Regions from separate parts of the Mus musculus genome. Here regions 2 and 3 are each linked to region 1. A link is a contact called in public ChIA-PET data. All regions are on one chromosome and are shown on one strand. Each heading gives the region's core, a stretch centred on a gene start, on an enhancer-like site or on the middle of the called end of the contact. The rest is flanking DNA. Distances are from core to core; before and after follow the strand shown.

Region 1 (2,819 bases), core at 312-2,811:
ATTGTTGGTGGGATTGCAAGCTTGTACAACCACTCTGGAAATCAGTCTGGTGATTCCTCAGAAAATTGGACATAGTACTACCAGAGAATCCAGCAATACCTCTCCTGGGCATATATCCAGAAGATGTTCCAACTGGTAAGAAGGGCATGTGTTCATAGAAGCCTTATTTATAATAGCCAGAAGCTAGAAAGAACCCAGATGTCCCTCAACAGAGGAATGGATACAGAAAATGTGGCACATTTACACAATGGAGTACTACTCAGCTATTAAAAAGAATGAATTTATGAAATTCCTAGCCAAATGGATGGACCTGGAGGGCATCATCCTGAGTGAGGTAACTCAATCACAAAGGAACTCACACAATATGTACTCACTGATAAGTGGATATTAGCCCAGAAACTTAGGATACCCAAGATATAAGATACAATTTGCTAAACACATGAAACTCAAGAAGAACGAAGAACAAAGTGTGGACACTTTGCCCCTTCTTAGAATTGGGAACAAAACACCCATGGAAGGAGTTACAGAGACAATGTTTGGAGCTGTGACGAAAGGATGGACCATCTAGAGACTGCCATATCCCGGGATCCATCCCATAATCAGCTTCCAAATGCTGACACCATTGCACACACTAGCAAGATTTTGCTGAAAGGACCCAGATAGAGCTGTCTCTTGTGAGTCTATGCCGGGGCCTAGCAAACACAGAAGTGGATACTCACAGTCAGCTATTGGATGGATCATAGGACCCCCAATGGAGGAGCTAGAGAAAGTACCCAAGGAGCTAAAGGCATCTGCAACCCTATAGGTGGAACAACATTATGAACTAACCAGTACCCCTGAGCTCTTGACTCTAGCTGCATATGTATCAAAAGATGGCCTAGTCGGCCATCACTGGAAAGAGAGGCCCATTGGACTTGCAAACTTTATATGCCCCAGTACAGGGGAACACCAGGGCCAAAAAAATGGGAATGGGTGGGTAGGGAAGTGGGGGGGAGGGTATGGGGGACTTTTGGGATAGCATTGGAAATGTATTTGAGGAAAATACGTAATAAAAAATATATTAAAAAAAAACGGAGCTCCTTTTAGCAGAGAGCTTCCTCTTACTAAAAATTCCTTCACAGAGCACCAGGCATGAGGTATATGTAGTACAAGGGTCCTACTTCCCCACCTCCCCAGGTCCCGTTTCTCTTGTCCTCCTGGGAAAAGAGATGGGGCCTCGTTTTCCAGAGCTGAGGAACACGTCCCAGCCTTCCCCCCAGTCCCGCTGCGAGCATGGTAGCACCCAGCCCAGGAGCATGCTCATTTCCAGGGTTGAGCTACATCCCACCTCCCCTTTCCCAGCTGGCCATGCCTTCAGTGCACAGCCGGACACTTGGAGGAAGCTACCTTGAAATCCAGTTCCCAAGGGCAGCAGTAGCAGTTCCAGGACCAGACACCATCCCTGTTTTATGAAGCACATAATACTTAGAGAAGCTTCCCCAGAACACTGGAGACAACTGTAAGAGAAGTCAGGGCGCCTGCCCTTCAATCAGGAAGCAAAACCCAAAACCGGAAGTCGTATGAGGTTTTTCTGTTTTTTCTCTATTTCACGAATTACCATACACAACAGGAAAGCAGACCACTACCATCACACCACATGGAATGAGATTTCAAATTCTCCTACCCACTAGAGATCAACAAGAAAAATAGCTTGGCTTAAAAGAATGGATTTTTCAGCAGTGCACTTTGAGCACTGAGGCCGAATCTGCTGTTGCCTGTGGGGAGTAAGGAGAGGCTGTGACTGGGCAGAGACCACCAGCGTCGCAGAGGGGAGTTGACTATCTCCAGCCACCTCCAGCAACGCCCATCTGTCCGTTCACATGGCCCTCTGCCCTGTTCCGCATGCAGCCTGCTTCTACAGGAGGAGACACCAAGTCAACTCACTACCTGACATTGGGAATCATGTCTTATGCTCCTGATCACACGAGAGGTCTATGAGATAGCTACAGCAGGTATCAATTCTTGTACCTTATTGAAACTCAGAGTCAGGTTTGCCTAAGTCATGTGTCAGTTATGGTGAACTTTCCCATTTATTCTCCACATGCAGAAAGATGTTAAGATTATGAGTCTCACCAGAATCTTCTAGAAATCAGGTCTGGCCAGCCTCCGGCCCTTTTCTTATGCCTTTCTGCACTGTGCCTGCTGTTTTCTCTGCCCAGCATGGCAGACAGCAAAGCTTTGAACTAGAAGAGAAGATACGGCAGGAGCAAATGAGCAAGGTTTTATGGTGGATTTAGGCAGAGACAGTTTTAGATTACACATTAAAAAGGAACTGAGAAGAGGAGGTAGGGCAAAATGAGAGGACCAGCAGGATGCGGAAATAGGCGTGGTCCAGCCCCATAGTATCTCAAAAACCAACTCCCCACCCATCTTAGCAGAGTCTTCCTAGAAGCAGGAGAAAGAGGACAGGGTTGCAAAAATACGCAAAGAGCAGGTGTGGAGAACCAGCTGCAGCACTTCCAAACATACAGCACGGTGCTCAGGCTGTAGACGTGTCTTGGTAGTTAACAACACTTGTTCTTGGAGGTCACCCAGGTTTGATTGATTCCCAGTATCTATATGGAGGCTCAGAACCATGTGTAACTGTAGTTCCAGGGGATCTGCCACCCTCTTCTTACCTCTTCTCACGGAGAGTAGGAATGCACATGACATACATATGTACATGCATACAAAACAGCCATACACATAAAAATAAATAAACCTAAAAAAAAAATACAGTTCTCAACATGGGCGTGGTGGTGGTGCACCCCTTTCATGCCAGCACTTGAGGCAGAGGCAGA
Region 2 (3,215 bases), core at 293-2,792, 320 kb after region 1:
CACCACCGCACGGTTGTGTCCAGCTATTTTTGTGTGAGTTCTGGAAATGGAACTCAGGTCCCGGGACTTGCATTACTGAGATGCTGTCCAAGCCTTTGTGTGTGTTTGTTTTTAATTTATTTTATGTGCATTTACCGGTATGAGGGTGTCAGATTCCCTGGAACTAGAATTACAGACAGTTGGGAGCTGCTGTGCTGGGAGTTGAACCTGGGTCCTTTGGAAGAGCAGCCAGTGCTCTTAACCACTGAACCTTCTCTCCAGCCCCCAGGCTCAATTCTTTACTCCATGTGTGCACACCCTCCCCACGTAGTTCTCTCTCAAGATCTAATTGGGACCAGGAGGGAAAAGGCCCAGTGTGAGCCTGCGCCTCAGAATCACGTGATCATTCCCACTGAAACCTTGGACATTATCCGTGGTCTGGTTGGGAGCAAGTTCATGTTTAGAAACCAAAGGCCCAAGTGACAGCCATCCTTCCCACTCAAAGCCCAGCCTGGGGGACAAAGATCCTATTTCGGCTCCACCCCAGCTGGAGCGACAAGTAGAAATCTGCATTTCCTCCTACAGCAGAAACCAGTCAGCCTGCCTTGATCCCAGTCAGCCTGCCTTGATCCGAGCCTCTTCGTTCTGCATTGAGTCCTGCGAGGGCAGAGTTAGGCCTTCAGTAACCCAGCTTGACTAAAAGGAAGAGAGCAGGGAGGGGCAGGAGTCCGTGTCTCTCTCCTCCCCATCTCACCCCCACCCACCTTCTAAGGTTGGGCAGCTTCTGCCCAGGATCTTATCAGGGGAAACTCCCTGCCCTTAATCCTGAGTTCCACGGTGCCTCCATTTAATGTGTTATATTATTCTAATGAGTCAAGATGAAATAATTATTCATCCTAGGACTAAGTAGTGAAAAACTGTCCAAGATATGCCTAACCTATTTTTCCTCTCCCACTTCATCCACCCTAACTCATCTCTTTCTCCCTTGTCCCTTCTTAGCACCTTTCTCTCCTGTCGCTTCTCTCACTGAGACTGGACTCTACTGCCCTCCAGTGGCTAGAGCAGAGAGAACTCTCCCATCCATTCAGCACCTTCAAGAATTTTTATCACAAACAACCCATTTTATAAATAGGATCGCGGAATAAGTCTACTCAAGTCTCTGAATCCCAAGCAACGTAGTCCAAGTTCAACCTTTGATTTCTGACTTGTTTCCTTCCTACCTCATCCCTAGAGAAGATTCCAAGTTGGAAACCGTGCAGCAAAAAATAAAGAAAAAGACACGGCCTCCACGCATCCTACCACCAACACCTTCCTCAAACGTCATAATTACAGGCTAGTTAGCGGCTATTGGGTTCGTCTAACGAACTGCCGGTTTCTAGCCTTTCGGAGCCCAAATCCTTTAGGATATTTACTGGCTTCCCCACATCTCGTTCCCCTGACGACATCACTGTAAGATCGCGGTAGCTTAACCAGGTCTCTTGTTTCCAAGGTAACAGGCGCTTTGCGACCTTCAGTTTGCAGCGGTCGCACTGTAGTCCCTGCAGTGGTTGCTGGGCGACGGCGGTGGAGAGAAGGGGTGGTTTGGGTGAAGACCTGTGCTGTTATTGGAGGGGAAGCTAGTCTATGCTTGGAAGTGCTGGGCCCTTCGTGAAGGAGTGCGACCCGAAGTGACCGAGCTGCTCTCCCCTTCCCTTGGCCCATGGCTGGGGTGCAGACCCTCGGTCGAGCAAGAGGCTCAACCTGGACCTGGAGGCCAGTGGCGCGAGACGTGCTTCTGGCTCGTGCCTTCCATTCATGCACGGAACTGGAAGGACGGTTCTATCTGGTAGGGGGTCTCCTAGAAGGTGGTGCAAGAGTGCCCAGCAACGACACTGTGATCTTTGACCCAGCTGTAGGCCAAGCGGTGCGACTGGTAGCCCGAGGTAGTCCCCTTCGCAGCCACCACGACGCGGCACTGGTGGGAGGTCGTTGGCTCTGCGTGGTGGGTGGCTGGGACGGGTCACGTCGCTTATCCACGGTGGCCGCGCTGGACACGGAGAGAGAGGTGTGGGAAGCATGGGCTGCGAACCCTGGCAACTGCCCTCCTGCTGGCCTCAGCAGCCACACCTGCACTCGCCTCTCAGACGGGGAGCTGCGAGTGTCTGGCAGAGAGGGTGGTACCCACACTCAGCGACGCTACGGAAGCATCTACACGTTAAAGTTGGACCACAGGACCCGAACTTATTGGTACTGCAACTTTGCCCCCAAACGTTCGTTTGTTTTCTCTATATTCTAGAAAAAACAAAACCTAAATAAACTTATTGGTAGTCTATCCATAGCACCTTCTGTCTTGGAATCCAAGATTGCTTAACTCTATCTGCCCCAAGCCTGATTTTCTTTTTCACTAGAGCTCTCTGGCAAAGAACACTTGAATCTTTTCAGAAAACCAAACTCAGGCCCGATTTTCTGTGTACCAACAGCTACAAAGAAGAAGGCTGCCACACAACCTCACGATCAGGCCACTGTGCTGCCCTGCTGCCAACTGCTGGGCCGCACCCGGGTCATCAGCTTTTGCTCTTTGGGGGCTGCAACTCAGTTGGACCGGAGGTAGCAGGGCAATGGAGCCCTGGGAAAATCAAGGTATTAGCTACTCACATAAAGTAGAAAAGGACTAAAACTTCAATAAGCAAACCCTTCAGACAACCCCTTCTTGTTTTTCTCGCCCAAGGAGGAACAACCAGTTGCCCCTCATTTGAGGGAACAGCTTGCAAGGCTTGTGAGCAGTGGGCAGGGACTGCAGCAAGGACCCCAGAGCCTGCGCCATCATTCCTGTTCAGTGGTGGGACCCTTCGCTGTACTATTTGGCGGAGAAACTCTGACCAGAGCTAGAGATACGATCTGCAATGATCTCTACATCTACGATACCCGTGAGCGCCAAGCTATCATTTGAAAGGGAGGAGAAAAAGACACAGCTAAAAATTACAAAACAGGGGTGGTGGGATAGAAAGGAGGAGAAATCAGTTGATGAGTTAAAGGAATGCAGTCCGGTTGTGGTGATGTATGCTACTCAGGAGGCAAAAGTGTGTGGACTGCTGAAAAACAAACAAACAAAAAATAGAGCCAGGCATAGTGATTCACACTTTTAATTCCAGCACTTGGGAGGCAGAGGCAGAGGCAGGCAGATCTCTGGTAGTTTTTGAGGCCAGCCAACTTGATCTAGAGTGTGAAACTAGCCAGGGTGACAGAGTGAGACCCTG
Region 3 (3,246 bases), core at 519-3,018, 400 kb before region 1:
GGAACGACATACTGTGCGGACAGTATGCCCTCTTAACTGATTCAGCGATCTTAATGAACTCTCAAATACTGATTTCCCTAATGCCTTTCTAGTGCACAAGAAGAAATCTGAAAAGAGCTCATAGAAAATGAAGACTCATTTCAACTACTCAAATACCAGAGACTCGTTTGTGTTTGTTCTTTTTATTAAGTACATGCACAGGTGAGTTCAGGTGCCCACAGAGCCCAGAAGAGGGGTCAGGTCACCTGGAGCTGGAATTACAGGTGGATGTGAGCTGCTGAATGGGGAACCAAACTCATGTCCTCTGAACAGACAGTAAATCTTAATTGGGCCAACTCTTCAGCCCTAGAACCTTTTTTTTTAGAATAGGATCTCAGTGTGTCTCAGTGTAGCTTTGATTGGCCTGCCGCTCGATACGTTGACCAGGCTAGCCTCCAACTCACAGAGATCCACCTGCATCTGGCTCCTGAGTGCTGCAATTAAAGCCACCATGACTGGCACCACACATGATAATTCTTTTCTCTTCTTCTTTTTTTGCCATTTCGAGATAAGGTCTCTCTATGTAACCCTGGTGGTACTAAGAATTCTTACTGGCACCCTTTATAATCAAATTTCCCATGACACTTAGAAACTGCCCAGAATATAGCCTCCATTAAAGAACCTCCAGTTTCTGAATTACTAAGTCTTGCCAGGCACTATTATAAACACAGTTAATGTACTTTCTCATTTTAATTCTCTTTATAAGAAAGTGTTAACTATCCTTATTTTTAAAGATAAGAATATAGAGATTTAGAGATAGTAAGGAGACACCTTAAGGCGGCTTGTTAGTAGACGTTTCAGAATTCCTAAGCAAGTCTGACTGACTCCAATAAACAAATTCTGAACCACTTCACTATAATGCATATCATGAAATAGTCCAGATATATTTTTTATCAGATTTCCATAGACTTAATTTTTCTAATATCGACATTTTCAAAGAGTGTGATCTCAGGCCTTTGTCTTTCAAGACTTATCACCAAAAATTTAGCTGTTTACCTGGTATTCAAATCTAACACAAAGCATCTGTATTTCACCGGACAATCTTACCCAGGCTCGGGACCTGGTGGGGCAGTAGGCCTCCATTCTCTCACTCCAAATAGGCCAAAAATAAATAAATAAATAAATAGTCCAGCGGAAGCACTGGACATGGAAATGGAGCAGACGGGCTACTGGAGTAGCCAGTGACAGAAGCTGAGACTCAAACCCCAGAAACACTCCATACAACCTGGTTATCAGAAAGCATCCAAGTCATAAGGCCTTAAGAACAGAAAGGGCTGGCACACCCCCCCAGAAGAGGTGGCTGGAAGGAGTAGGGAGCCGGCCTAAGGTTAACGAGCCACGACACGATAAGTTCCAGGACATACGAAGCAGCACGGACTGCAGACTACTCCACTAACCCTAAGCCGCTCCCTCGGTTATTCCTCCGGGTTCTTCCAGGAGGCCCGACGCGGTCAGCGAGTCCTGCCTTAGTGACAGCACCACTACCCCCAACACCCAACCTCCGCTGTTCCCGTTTCTTCTCCACTACCTTTGACCCGCGCGCTCTTCGTCTCGAATTTGGTTAGCATCCTTCAGGCCTCGGGCTCCTAGGTCAGGTTAGCGGGTCCCGCCGCTCCCGGTGGCACTCCCAAGGCTTCCACGTCAGCTACTCCCGGGTCGCGGCTCCCGGAAGCTCCTCGGACAAGGACTTCCGGTCTCTGGAGCGCTGGGCCACAGAGACGATGCTAGCGGAAGCCTAGAGAGGCCGCTACGAGTCTGGAAGGGACCTGAGGCTTCCGCCCAGCGGAGAGGCAAGATGGCTACGACTAGGGGCGGCTCTGGGCCTGACCCAGGAAGTCGGGGTCTTCTTCTTCTGTCTTTTTCCGTGGTACTGGCAGGTGAGGTCACCCCACCCCGGAGCTCTGGTCTTTAAGAGGAGCCGTCCGGAACGGCCCATCGCTAGTGCAGGCAATGCCCTTCTGGTTCCGATTGCCCCTCTGTCCCCCGCCCTGGAAATCCTTCTTGTCTTTCGTTCCCATGACATAAGTTCCTCCTTTGCCTGGACCTGCATTTCCTTAGTTCTCTCCAGCCCTTTTCTGGGTTTCCAGCCTGATTCTCTTCAACCTTTCTCGCATGCCTCGTTCTCTGTTTAAAGCCCAGCCACCCCATCAGCCATCAAAAGGGACAGGTGTGAAAAGCTCAGCCCCCTTCCTCCGGTTTAGTATGTTTGAGATCAAAACAGTCTCGTTTCGTGGTCTTTGTGCGACGTTGAAAAAATGAGAGCCCCCGTTTCCTCCTGTTGGTTCTAGCCTAAATTTGTGTTCCTTGTTTTCTTAGCTTACTAAAGTGAGGCTAACGTTAGCTTAGCTGCTTTAAACTGTTAAGAGGGAAGTAATGATTCAAGGAATCTTAGACGTTTAATGTATATGAATATTTTCTTTTTTTCCAATCTAATGTCTATTTAGTGATCTTTAAATTATGAAGTACAATCAGTAACACACCTGTAATTATTTATAGTGTGTTCAACTAAGAGTTAAGCAAAGATATATATATATATCTTTCTAGGTAAGCCCTGAAATGCAGCCATTTCCTTGTATAGCCATGACTCCGTCTTTCTCAACATTCACATTGCTTTTGATTAGCTTCAAGGGAGGAACTGTAGCTGTCCCATACTCTAGGTGTGTGGGCAAATGGTCTGATATTTCATTAACTGACCAGGTGTGTGGCATAACGTTTCTTCTCCTAGGTCTGTTCAGATTCTTAGGTGGTTTTTGTTGTTAGTGCTTTTCTTTGTTTGGTTTTGGCAATCTATATTCTTAGACCAGAGCTCTTTTGATAACTAATTAGTAATGTACAGGCAAGCTAAAAGAAGCAGACTTGTTTAGCCCTGAAACTTGACGCCGGCACATCTGAAGTCAAAGACTTTTGACAATCACCTTTTAGCTTTATAATTAATCGATCATCATGGAGTCTAATAACTTTCTAAAATACACAGCTAGGTCCTCTTTACAATACTTATGTTCCAATAATGTGGCCAAGAAGTGAAAAGAATGATCATTAATCTTGTGTTAGACAGTATGATCGTGAATGCTTTACTGAAACCATGAATCGAGCTGATGATGATAGAGGCTAATACCAAATTATCTTTCACTTTTTCCTAATACTGTTTATCTTCTGATCAGGATTGTGTGGGGGAAACTCAGTGGAGAGGAAAATCTACATTCCCTT

The links. ChIA-PET counts read pairs in DNA pulled down with a chosen protein or histone mark.
Region 2: a contact with region 1 is called in an RNA polymerase II ChIA-PET map of effector CD8 T cells, with 6 read pairs. The contact joins the promoter of Klhdc9 here to the promoter of Cd48 in region 1. A contact is called at or near these places in 4 of 39 promoter capture datasets (hippocampal neurons, liver and pre-B cells), 2 of 484 Hi-C or Micro-C datasets (cerebral cortex and pro-B cells) and 2 of 115 datasets of contacts at active chromatin or transcription factors (effector CD8 T cells and memory CD8 T cells).
Region 3: a contact with region 1 is called in an RNA polymerase II ChIA-PET map of effector CD8 T cells, with 15 read pairs. The contact joins the promoter of Ncstn here to the promoter of Cd48 in region 1. A contact is called at or near these places in 4 of 39 promoter capture datasets (the C10 cell line, the HPC-7 cell line, hippocampal neurons and 1 more), 3 of 484 Hi-C or Micro-C datasets (B cells, cerebellum and cortical neurons) and 2 of 115 datasets of contacts at active chromatin or transcription factors (effector CD8 T cells and memory CD8 T cells).

The regions. Positions count from the first base shown.
Region 1 is chr1:171,680,734-171,683,552 of GRCm38.p6, reverse strand. Cd48 (CD48 antigen) reads right to left here and starts at 1,561. Exons shown (of 4, transcript NM_007649.5): 1 at 1,387-1,561. The coding sequence starts at 1,459.
Region 2 is chr1:171,359,125-171,362,339 of GRCm38.p6, reverse strand. Klhdc9 (kelch domain containing 9) reads left to right here and starts at 1,542. Exons shown (of 4, transcript NM_001033039.2): 1 at 1,542-2,205; 2 at 2,439-2,598; 3 at 2,687-2,885. The coding sequence starts at 1,679. It overlaps Pfdn2 (prefoldin 2), which reads right to left. Exons shown (of 4, transcript NM_011070.4): 4 at 3,086-3,215.
Region 3 is chr1:172,081,271-172,084,516 of GRCm38.p6, reverse strand. It overlaps Ncstn (nicastrin), which reads left to right and starts at 1,768. Exons shown (of 17, transcript NM_021607.3): 1 at 1,768-1,916; 2 at 3,201-3,246. The coding sequence starts at 1,835. Copa (coatomer protein complex subunit alpha) reads right to left here and starts at 1,988. Exons shown (of 33, transcript NM_009938.4): 1 at 1,568-1,988. The coding sequence starts at 1,607.